Regions from separate parts of the Sus scrofa genome. Here all the other regions are linked to region 2. The links are chromatin contacts, called in public HiChIP or PLAC-seq maps. All regions are on one chromosome and are shown on one strand. Each heading gives the region's core, a stretch centred on a gene start, on an enhancer-like site or on the middle of the called end of the contact. The rest is flanking DNA. Distances are from core to core; before and after follow the strand shown. Region 1 overlaps WWOX (WW domain-containing oxidoreductase). Region 2 overlaps WWOX (WW domain-containing oxidoreductase). Region 3 overlaps WWOX (WW domain-containing oxidoreductase).

The links. HiChIP or PLAC-seq counts read pairs in DNA pulled down with a chosen protein or histone mark.
Region 1: an H3K27ac HiChIP or PLAC-seq map of skeletal muscle shows a contact between it and region 2, with 4 times the contacts expected there. The contact joins two enhancer-like sites. A contact is called at or near these places in 1 of 47 Hi-C or Micro-C datasets (fetal liver) and 1 of 2 datasets of contacts at active chromatin or transcription factors (skeletal muscle).
Region 3: an H3K27ac HiChIP or PLAC-seq map of skeletal muscle shows a contact between it and region 2, with 3 times the contacts expected there. The contact joins two enhancer-like sites. A contact is called at or near these places in 5 of 47 Hi-C or Micro-C datasets (embryonic fibroblasts, fetal liver, liver and 1 more) and 1 of 2 datasets of contacts at active chromatin or transcription factors (skeletal muscle).

The regions. Positions count from the first base shown.
Region 1 is chr6:9,323,822-9,327,128 of Sscrofa11.1, forward strand. All of the region lies in intron 8 of WWOX (WW domain-containing oxidoreductase), which reads right to left. Among named protein-coding and RNA genes, the nearest start is that of WWOX, 550 kb to the right of the region's middle. Within about 2 kb of position 1,525, at least 11 of the 83 cell types and tissues checked have an H3K27ac peak or open chromatin away from gene starts, as enhancers often do. A contact at or near this core is called in skeletal muscle, where this site is marked.
Region 2 is chr6:9,744,175-9,747,090 of Sscrofa11.1, forward strand. All of the region lies in intron 5 of WWOX (WW domain-containing oxidoreductase), which reads right to left. Among named protein-coding and RNA genes, the nearest start is that of WWOX, 130 kb to the right of the region's middle. Within about 2 kb of position 1,552, at least 17 of the 83 cell types and tissues checked have an H3K27ac peak or open chromatin away from gene starts, as enhancers often do. A contact at or near this core is called in skeletal muscle, where this site is marked.
Region 3 is chr6:9,307,411-9,310,736 of Sscrofa11.1, forward strand. The region is part of intron 8 of WWOX (WW domain-containing oxidoreductase); the gene reads right to left. Among named protein-coding and RNA genes, the nearest start is that of WWOX, 560 kb to the right of the region's middle. Within about 2 kb of position 1,856, at least 17 of the 83 cell types and tissues checked have an H3K27ac peak or open chromatin away from gene starts, as enhancers often do. A contact at or near this core is called in skeletal muscle, where this site is marked.

The DNA of each region.
Region 1 (3,307 bases), core at 275-2,774, 420 kb before region 2:
GGCTGAGAGAAGGGTCACGGGGCTAGGACTGAGCTCCGGGATGTTGACTAGCCTCTGCCCAGCTGCGCCCACAGCACCTCCCCTTAAGCTGGGCAACACTCGTGAGCTGATGCTCTAGGGAGGAAGAGACGGCCAGTGAAGGAGGAACGAACGCATCCATAGAGCGCTCTAAGTGCTCGGCAGGAAAGAACCAGCGTGGGCTGGGAGGGACGGGGGTGAACCAACGCCCCCACTTACTCATCTTGCTTAAGCCTCTCTGAGGTGCAACACCTCGTGTGTACACGGGGAGGCTAATGAGAGTACCTGTGTCACGGGGCTCTAACGAGATGCTGACGACATAGTCTCGCGTAGAATGGGAGCGCTTTGTCAATAGTGAAATGACAGTGATTATATTGCTTTTATTTAGATAGAGGGGTCAGGGTCGGCCTCTGAGGACGTGATCTTTGAACTGAGTCAGAAAGATGAGACAGCATCATCAAGAGGAGCAAGGTGTGCAAAGGCCTTGAGGCAGGTGCAGGCTGTGTGCGTTTGAGGAACGGAAAGAAGACTGGACTGGCTGGAGGGGACAGGGCAAGACTGGGCATGGTGTGAAATAAAATCTGCAAGGTGGGCAGGACTCCAGGCCTGCAGGACAAGCGAGCCGGGTACAGAGCGTAGATTTTTATCTTAAGTAGAGCGCCGAGCCACTGGGGTGTAAGGGCACAGCTGATACAATACTGCTGAGTAACAAGCAACCCTGAAACCTCAGGAGTTCACAAGACCACGTTTCTTTCTCTCCTATGCTGGGCTCTGGGCTGGTGGGGAGGGTTGCCCAGCATGAGCTGGGCTTGGCTGAACTTGGTCCCCAGTGGAAAGTCAGGTTCAGGTCTTCCTTACCTTTCTCATTCGGAGGCTCCAGCTGCAGAGGCACCGGACATGAGAAAAGTGCAAGGGGCAAAAACCCAGTCATGCAGCCCATTTCGAGACTCCGCTCGCAGCGTGGTAGCACAGATTCCACGGGCGAAACAAAGTCACATGACCTGCTCCTGGAGCAAGGAGGTTCGTCCCACCCATCACGACGCCCTGGCCAGGGTGGTGGTCAGATATGGGAATCTCCTGCTTTTTCAAAGTCTTATGCCACCTTCCAGAAGACCTGTATTAGTACCTGTGTCCTCTAGCTGAGAGAAATCCCAAGAGGATATGGAACACAAACGCGAAGCGCACACGCGACGCTCAGGGTCTGTCTGGCAGAGAGCCAGTGGAGGCAGCAGGTGCCGCACCGTCCAGGCTCCTTCCCCGGAACCACACTCAGCATCGCAGCGCCAAGCGCGGCAGCCTTGGACTGTGTCTGTGAGCTTGTCCTGTGCAGCCTTTAGCAAGAGGTGTCCTGAGGTACCTGCTTCCGCATTTTCGCCGTCGGAGTTTACGAGAGTTTCCTGGGAATCTCTATGTTCGGAGAGTGGGAGGCAGAGCCACAGAGCCCGAGGTACCCACGGCGCACAGCAAACACGGTGAGCGGGCCAGAGCCTGGCAGAGTTGTGACTGTCACCACTGTGAGCACCATCCCTTTCCCCACAACTCTCAGCACCAGCTGGACTCGGCCCCGTTTTTAACCAAAACAAGTCAGCGTTCCGCTGGACCCCACTTTGAAGAGTCGCCAAATGGCCCATGGGCTGTCCGATCAGAAGGAAGGGATGCCCTTGGACAAATCACAGGCTGGTCCGTGCCATCTCAGCACTGGCCTTCTGGAAACTTCCACCCTTCTCAGAAACAGCCCTCCTGGGTTCTGCTTGAGAGAAGAAACACGATCTGGGCCTGCCTGGGAGCCTCCTCAGCCTTGGCACTGGGCTCAGCCTCACGGTGGCTCAGGGAGGCAACAGGAACTGTTTGCATCCCCTGGCAGGGACCTGGAAGCTGCACATGCCTCGCTGGGTTCAAGTACAACGTCTTTCGTGAACGGCACGACCGGGCATCGCCTGGTATATTTTACCTGCGATCCAGCCCCTCTACCCAGCCTCTGCTCTGGCCTTGGAACTACATGAAAGGGTTAAAAAGAGAGCCAAAGAGAGAGAGAGAGGAGGAGAAATAGATGGGGAGGGTGTGGCAGTGAGGGGGTGGGTGTCCATGAAAATTTATGTGCTGAAAAACAGCTGTAAAACGTTTACTGTTTCAATGACGGTTTTATGTTTACAATAAAAAGTCCTCCAGCCAAGCAGGGCTTTGAAATGTTACATCTCCAAGCGGATCCAAGAAAAAGAGGCTCTGGGAGAAGATTCCCGCAAGCCCCTCTCTGGGGAGGGACCCCCAAACAGGACCATTAAAAAGAGGTCCCCCCAGATGGCACCTTTCAGCACCTGGCTCAGCTGTGCGTGAGCAGGGGGAGAAAGGCCAGGATACACAAGCAGGAAAAATAAGCTCGTTTTTTTCAAAGCCAAGTACCCGTGGCGAGAAGCCCTGGAAACTCAGGCTTTGGAAGGGGGTGGCGGAGGGACTGGGGGAGGGAGGATGGCCAGCTCAGCCAAAGCTGGCTAAAAAATCTGACTGCGATCCATCAATCACTAACAGGAACTGATCGAGTGCCATGAAGGCTGACTTCTTCCAGGAAAGAGCCTGGGGGAAAGGACTTTGGCTTTGACAAAGAGACGCAGGTTCAAGTCCAGACTCCACCCTGACCTGGCTCCATCTCCTAAGGTAAGTTCTTTGTCCTCTCAGGCCCTTAGTTTCTTCCTCAAGAAATTCCAAATGGCAAGCATTGTTGGCCCCCTTGGAACAAACGGTTATGTGCCAGGGGGGCAGGGGCAGGCAAGGCGCCAGGGAGGCTGGGGCTGGGGTGGATCGGATCAGGGCAGGCTGTGAGCATGAGGTGGAAGGCGGGGGCTGTTAAAGCTTTGGGAAAAATGTGAGTTTTGTTCTCTGCTCAATGGATGACTTTAGTCAAGGCACCACATAGGTTTTTGGGTCAAGAAGCCCATTTTACTTTTTATCTCTTTAGGAATTCCTGTTTTCCACTTTGCATTCAGCTATGGGAAATGCAGTGTACCCCAACCTGGTCCTTCTTGTCACCTCTGCACACAGGGCACCTGCAGCTACTCAAGCAAGTAAATAAAAACCCCAAAGCATGTGCAGCTTCTCAGACACACCCTGCCATTTTGAGCCTAGGAGCTTTATAAGTTCTGTTTCCTTCCTCCTCTAACAAACTCCTACTCAGCCCTCCAAACCCAGCTGAAGTAGCACCTTCTCAGCTGTGCCGAATACCCCTGCACAGTGTTCTGATAGGGCACACTGCTTTCTTGCACCCCAAGTCCCATCACACTGCCTTAAAAAATCT
Region 2 (2,916 bases), core at 302-2,801:
CTGTATTGTACACCTACTTATCATGTATCAACTATACGTCAATAAACTTCAACTATACTTCAATAAACTTTTTTTTAAAAAAGATACATGCACCCCAGTGTTCACTGCAGCACTACTTACAACAGCCAAAAAAATGGAAGCCACCTAAATGTCCACGGACAAAGAAATGGATAAAGAAGTGTATTTATACATACACATATATAAATGAGGGAATATTACTCAGCCATAAAAAAAGAATGAAAAAAATGCCCTTTGAAAGAACATGGACGGACCTAGAGATTATCATACTAACTGAAGTTAGACAAATACCATGTGATATCACTTGCATGTAAAATCTAAAAAAAGGGATACAAATGAACTTATTTACAAAACACAGAGACTCACAGACTTTGAAAACAAGCTATGGTTACCAAATCAGAAAGGTCGGGGAGAGGGCTGGACTGGGGTTGGGGACTGGCACATGGTACAGGAAATGGATGGGCAGCAGGGACCTGCTGTAGAGCCCAGGCCATCTCCTCAACAGTCTGTGATAACCCACGTGGGCAAAGAATCGGAACAAGAAGGGCTGCTGTGTGTACACGTATAACTGAATCGCTCTGTTGCAGCAAAGAGATGGTCACAACCTTGAAAATCAACTAGACTTTAAACAAGAAGAGCTAACGACAGTGAGGCGCATCCCCTTCCAGAAACACACACACACACACAACCATGAAAGGCCACAAACCGAGAATGACAAGCACGGCCACGCTCCACTTTAAAGTCCGGAGCTATCTGAAGACAGGAGACTTGGCACAGCCCTTTCCTCACCAATAACAACAATAAATATTTCATAATAATTTAAAATTAATTATGAATGAGGCACAACATTTTCTTCCATCACCTTTACCAACTTCGTAACGTGTGTGTGTGTGTGTGTGTGTGTGTGTGTGTATTTTCTTATTTTAAAGCCGACGGGTATGGGGTAGGGGTTTCTTTTCCTTCCCATCTTCTCTTGACAAAAGGACCCACTGTCAAGTCAACCGTTTTCCAGGTCACCCAGCAGGAAATTAGAAGTGGTGTTGTTATCCTAATCACTGGGGTAAAAAAATAAAAATAAACAAACCAACCTGTATCCAAGATCCTGCTGTATCAACTCAGTCGGGGTTGGTTTTTTTAAGTTGGATTTAATTTTGAAATCCCTTACGTTAGGAGACCTGTGGGTCATTTTACTTCTACTTTTACAATAGAGACCTGTGGTTCTTTTTCCCCCGATCAATCCAACATACAGTGACTTGTGGTCAATGCATAATAAAATCAGAGTTAGCTTTTGACTTGGGAGAATTATAAGCATTTTGTTTCTATGGTTTCCTAGTTCTTCAATTTCGAAAATGCCTTATCAAGTCCAAGACTTCCCAAAATACTGGAGTTTTAGAGAATACTCTTTTTCAACGCTTTGAAAACGAAACAGGCACGATGGAACAGCAATCTCGGCTATTGAGTAACTTGTAAACCCTGCCGAGACATACAAAAACAAGGCCGCTGGAGCCAGCGCCCTGGGGCGAGGCCTTGGCCCCAGCACCACACCCGTGAACTCCTGATGACCCTCAAGTATCCCCGTGTGATATATCACAAACACTAGAACGCAGTGTTGTAATTACAGGGAGCAATTGATTTTTAAAGGCCTGTATGGAAATTAATACTCATAAAAATAGCATAACCTGAACCAGAGAATTTAGGGATTAGAGCATTCTGAATGTTAGACTTCAAATTTCTAAAGGCTGCGTATGAGTTAGCATTCACAAAGCTTTTTAAAAATGGAACCGCTGTGTGCATGCTCGATTCATTCATAATCCAGGAATTTTTTTAAATGGGTCTTATGTTCTCCTAACATAATCAGGATGCTGGGCCCGCGCCCCTTCTTCCTGCAGGCAGCTTAGAATGTCAGGGCGCACAGTACCTGCAGAGAGAGACGAGGAACGGGGGCCCATCAGGTAGTAACTCCTGGGCCAAGCACTGGGGGCGCCTGTTTGCTGGGGAGGGAATCAGCGCAGAGGCCCAAGGAGAAGAGAACACTGACAGGTTCTGGCGGATTAAGGGGCATCTTGGTGTGAAAAGTGAATCATCAAGGGAGAACGTTTTAAAGTCTTAGTTAAGCTGAAATGGTACCTATTCATAGAACGGAGTCCATTCGTGGAGGGAGAATTCCAACATGAGGCTGCCAGGCCACCACAGCACCTTAAAAATATCCTTCATGGGGTAACCTTCATGTTACCATGGGGAAGGCAGCCCTCGAAAAGAGGTAGACCAACGTGTACAACGATGAAATGGCAGTTAAGCACGCTGGTCACTGACGAGGTTTGGACAGCATTTCAGGTATGTGAAAACACAGGAAAACACCACGCCAGTGTCTGACTTAGAACCTGGACTGCTTCCAGCTGAAGGGACCACTCCCTGCCAAAATGGTAAGTATCTCTTCCTGGCCTTCCCTTCCACACGCCTCTAACAGGTAGTGGCCCCAAAGGAAGCCAAGGGCTTTAGAAATAAACAAATACAGATATTCATTCCTTCTGAATTTCCAAATCAATGACAGAACGTGAAAATAATACTTGAGAAGCACTTCCCGTTTTTCAAAGGATTTTTATAGATCTTATGCGGTCTTCCAAAAGCGAAAGTAAATTCAAATTCAAAACAAATAATTTTATTCCTCTCATGTGTGTGCGCGTGAATATTTATTCCCCCCCCCACACACACAGAGAGCGAGAAACCCTGGAGATAGTCTCCCAGTTTCCCAAAGGGAGCTTTTCTTATCGCTGCCCCAAATCTGCAGGAACAAGGATTTCTTCCCAACACTGAGCTCCTCCCTCTTATCACCTAAGATTCACGTCGGAAAACCCTTGACGTCTCGACTTCTGAATCCCTGATGGGAGACGCCAACAC
Region 3 (3,326 bases), core at 606-3,105, 440 kb before region 2:
TCTGGCCGCAGGTCTCACCCACAATGGACGGGCTTGGGGTGAGGGGTCCCGAAGAGGTGAAAGGTCTGAACATCACCAGCAAAAAAATCCCCACTGGTGACTGGCAAAGATAACCAGTGGGACCAGCAGGAGAGGCTGCGGCGGCTGGTCCAGGTGAGGCCCGGGCCCCACACGGCATCCCTCTGGCAGCAGGTGTGGGCGCAGCAGGAGCATCCAGGGGGCTGACAGGGCCTGGGTGTGGTCCAGGGCAGCACCACTCACGGTGTGGTCCTCAGGACTGGCTGCTCAGCATCACCCAGAAGTCTGTCAGAAATGCAAATTCATGGGCCTCTTCTAAGTCAGAACCTCCCGGGGCCAGAGCCCAGGAATCAATGTTTTAATAACTCCCCAGGTGTTACTCGTGCCTGGCAAGGTGTTCTTAGGGTTGCACTCTTACAGAAACCTGAGCTCGCAGAGCAAGAGTTTTCTGAATGCCTCTGAGAGGCTCTCTTCATTCAGTCCTCCCAGCCTAGTCTAGGCACCTAGGCTCCCACACCTTTGACCGCAGAGGGTTCCCCTCCCAGCCCACCCACTTGGAGCTCCTCGGGACACCTGTGCCCTAAGCTTTTCCAGGGAGACGTGCATCTCCCCGAATGGACTCCCCCCGGGATGAGGTCGTGGCTCCGTCATTCCTTCCCTACACCTTCACATCCTCAGAACCCCGGCAGTCCTTGGTGCTTATCACCCACTAGCAGCCAAGGCAGGTAAATTTCCTCCATGAAATCTCTTCCCCATTCCTTCCAGCTCCAGCATCCCCAGTCCGGGATGGCTTCTCCTACAGAGCTGCCCAATTGTGGCTCTGGTTTCTCTCTGTGTCAGTCCCTCCTTGGTCTGTCACTCTCCTCTGTCGTGAGCCAGGTCTTACCTAGAACCTCCAGTATTGCTAGCTCTTCATAAGCAGATGTCTATACCGGAGAGGCACAACTGAAATATTGGCGTTTGTGAAAGCGATTATTTTTTAAGAACTCTGCTGTCCCCGCAGTCAGCCCAGGACACAGCAATGGCAAGAGATCGGACCTCTGTGCAAAGGTTCGCCAAGTTCCCGCCATCATGCTGGCATCACCTCCCTGAATCCTCACGGGATTGGGAAGAGGTGCTAGTCTTGCACCCATCTTGCAGATGGGGAAACTGAGGCTCAAACGGCCTCAAACAGTTGGTCCAAGGTTATCACAGGTCATGTGGGGGAGCCAGGAATCAAAAGAGGCAGCATGGCTTTTGAACCCACGCAGTTATTCACCAGTTTACAGGGCAGTGCAATACAGGAAAGGGACGAGCGATGCAGGGAATGTCGGCACGAGAGGCGCAAAGAAGGGGACGCGATTTCTGGAGAAGTGGGTGACTGGTCTGAATGGAAGGAGCTCTGACCCTCCCAAGCCACTCCTGGAAGAGGCATCTCCCCAGAACAATAAGCGCCCCCCCCCGCCCCGAAATTCCTGCCACGTGGGGCTGGAGTAGCGGGCATCTAGGGTGAAGCTCTTGGAGGAGTGGGGGCTCACCAGGTTCAAATACGCCCACTGAAAGGCCGAGCTGGCTGGGGTGGGAGGCGCCCCCACCCCCCACGGAAACTACCCGCTGTGGCAGGAACGTGGAGCTATCTGATGACCCCCGGCCACATTGTGAAACAGGCATGGGCCGGAAGACTGAAAGCTACACGGCCCCCCCTAAACTGCTGGGAGCGGGAGAAACATGGTGACTTCTCAGCAGAGCTGACGGACAGATTTGCATCCCAGAGCAGCAGCTGATCCTACTCAGATGGCCACTTCTGGATCCCCCGGAGCACACAGTTCACGTGTCCTGTGCAGCTGGTGCCACTCCAAGCACGATCTGGGCAGAAGCCCAGACATATCCCGGCCCACAACGGACAGAAGGCGGAGGGAGGGAAGGGCCTTTCTGACTCAGCGGAGGGAAAGGCAAGGGACGGGAGTCTCGGGCACTGGGGACTGCACAATCCTGTACAAACTCACCTTGCTGCACAACCACGAGCAAGGAGAGAGACAGCGCCACTGTGCCAACAAACAGGATCTCAATATGTCTTATCTGCAAGTTAGGGAAGTGAGTCAAAATCAGAGGGGTTCAGAGAACAGCCCAAAGAACCGAGACAAAATGCATGAGTACCAAAGTAACAACTTTGTTGAATAAATACTGTATTAAGGTGCCTACTATGTGCAGGGCACTGGGCTAGGTGCTGGGCATACAGTGGTGACCAGGATAGGCTTGGCTTCAAAGGCAACAACTGAGCATTGAAAAACACCTGTCAGAGAAACAGGGATTTAGAAATTTGGAACATAGCCTTACCGTATTCTATGTGAAAAAGGGGAGTTGATGTCTGTGTCCGACTCAATGGCGGATGCCTCTTTGGATTATGAACCGCTTGTGCTCAGAAGCTGTCCCTGGGCCACTGCCTGGTGCCTAGCAGATATTGACTGAGTGCTGGCTAAGCTGAAAACACGTGAATAAATCCTACCATAAACATGTGGGAGTCAAAAAAGAAATCACACAGGTAATGTTTAAATGAGAAATAATACAATATACCAAAATGGGTAGGATGCAGCTAAAGAGGTACTTAGAGGGAAATGTGTAGCTCTGAAGTAACCATATGGATGAGGTTAAATGACCAATGATCTCCTGGTCCTTGACTGTGAGGCCTCCAGATGTGGGAATTGTTTTTGCAAAGTGACCTTCATATCCTCAGGGCGTAGAATGGTGCTCAACACAAAGTCAGGGCTTGGGGCAAAAATCCTTTATGAGAAATGTTGCCTCGTGCTTCCCGGATGTCACACTCAGTTGGGCTTCTGCATTTGGAGAACTATTGTTCACCTGGTCCACGCACATTCCCCTCCACACACACTGGAGAAAACCCTTCCAGGCCTTTTGTTTTTGCTGTTGTTTGTTGCCTACTCAGCTTTCGATAATAGCGGACATTTATTAAGCTGAGTGTCAGTCATTGTGTTGGATCCCTCACAGTATCATTTCATTTGATCTGTACAACAAGCAGGTACTACTATGATTCCTCTAAAACCATAACAGTACTTGCTTTTTGTGCAGATATAGAAACCGATACAGAAACTAACGCCCAGAGAGGTTAAGTAACTTGTCCCACATCACACAGCTGGGAAGTGGTGGAACCAGGACTTGAAACCAGACAACACGAATCCAGAGCTGCTCTTCTCAACCACAGTCAATGACTGCCTCCCACTCGGTTAGGAATAAGCACCAACAGATGGTTCTCCTGGTAAAGTGCCCTCCTCTGTGTTCTCTGAACAGCTGGTGACTACTGTTTTGATTAC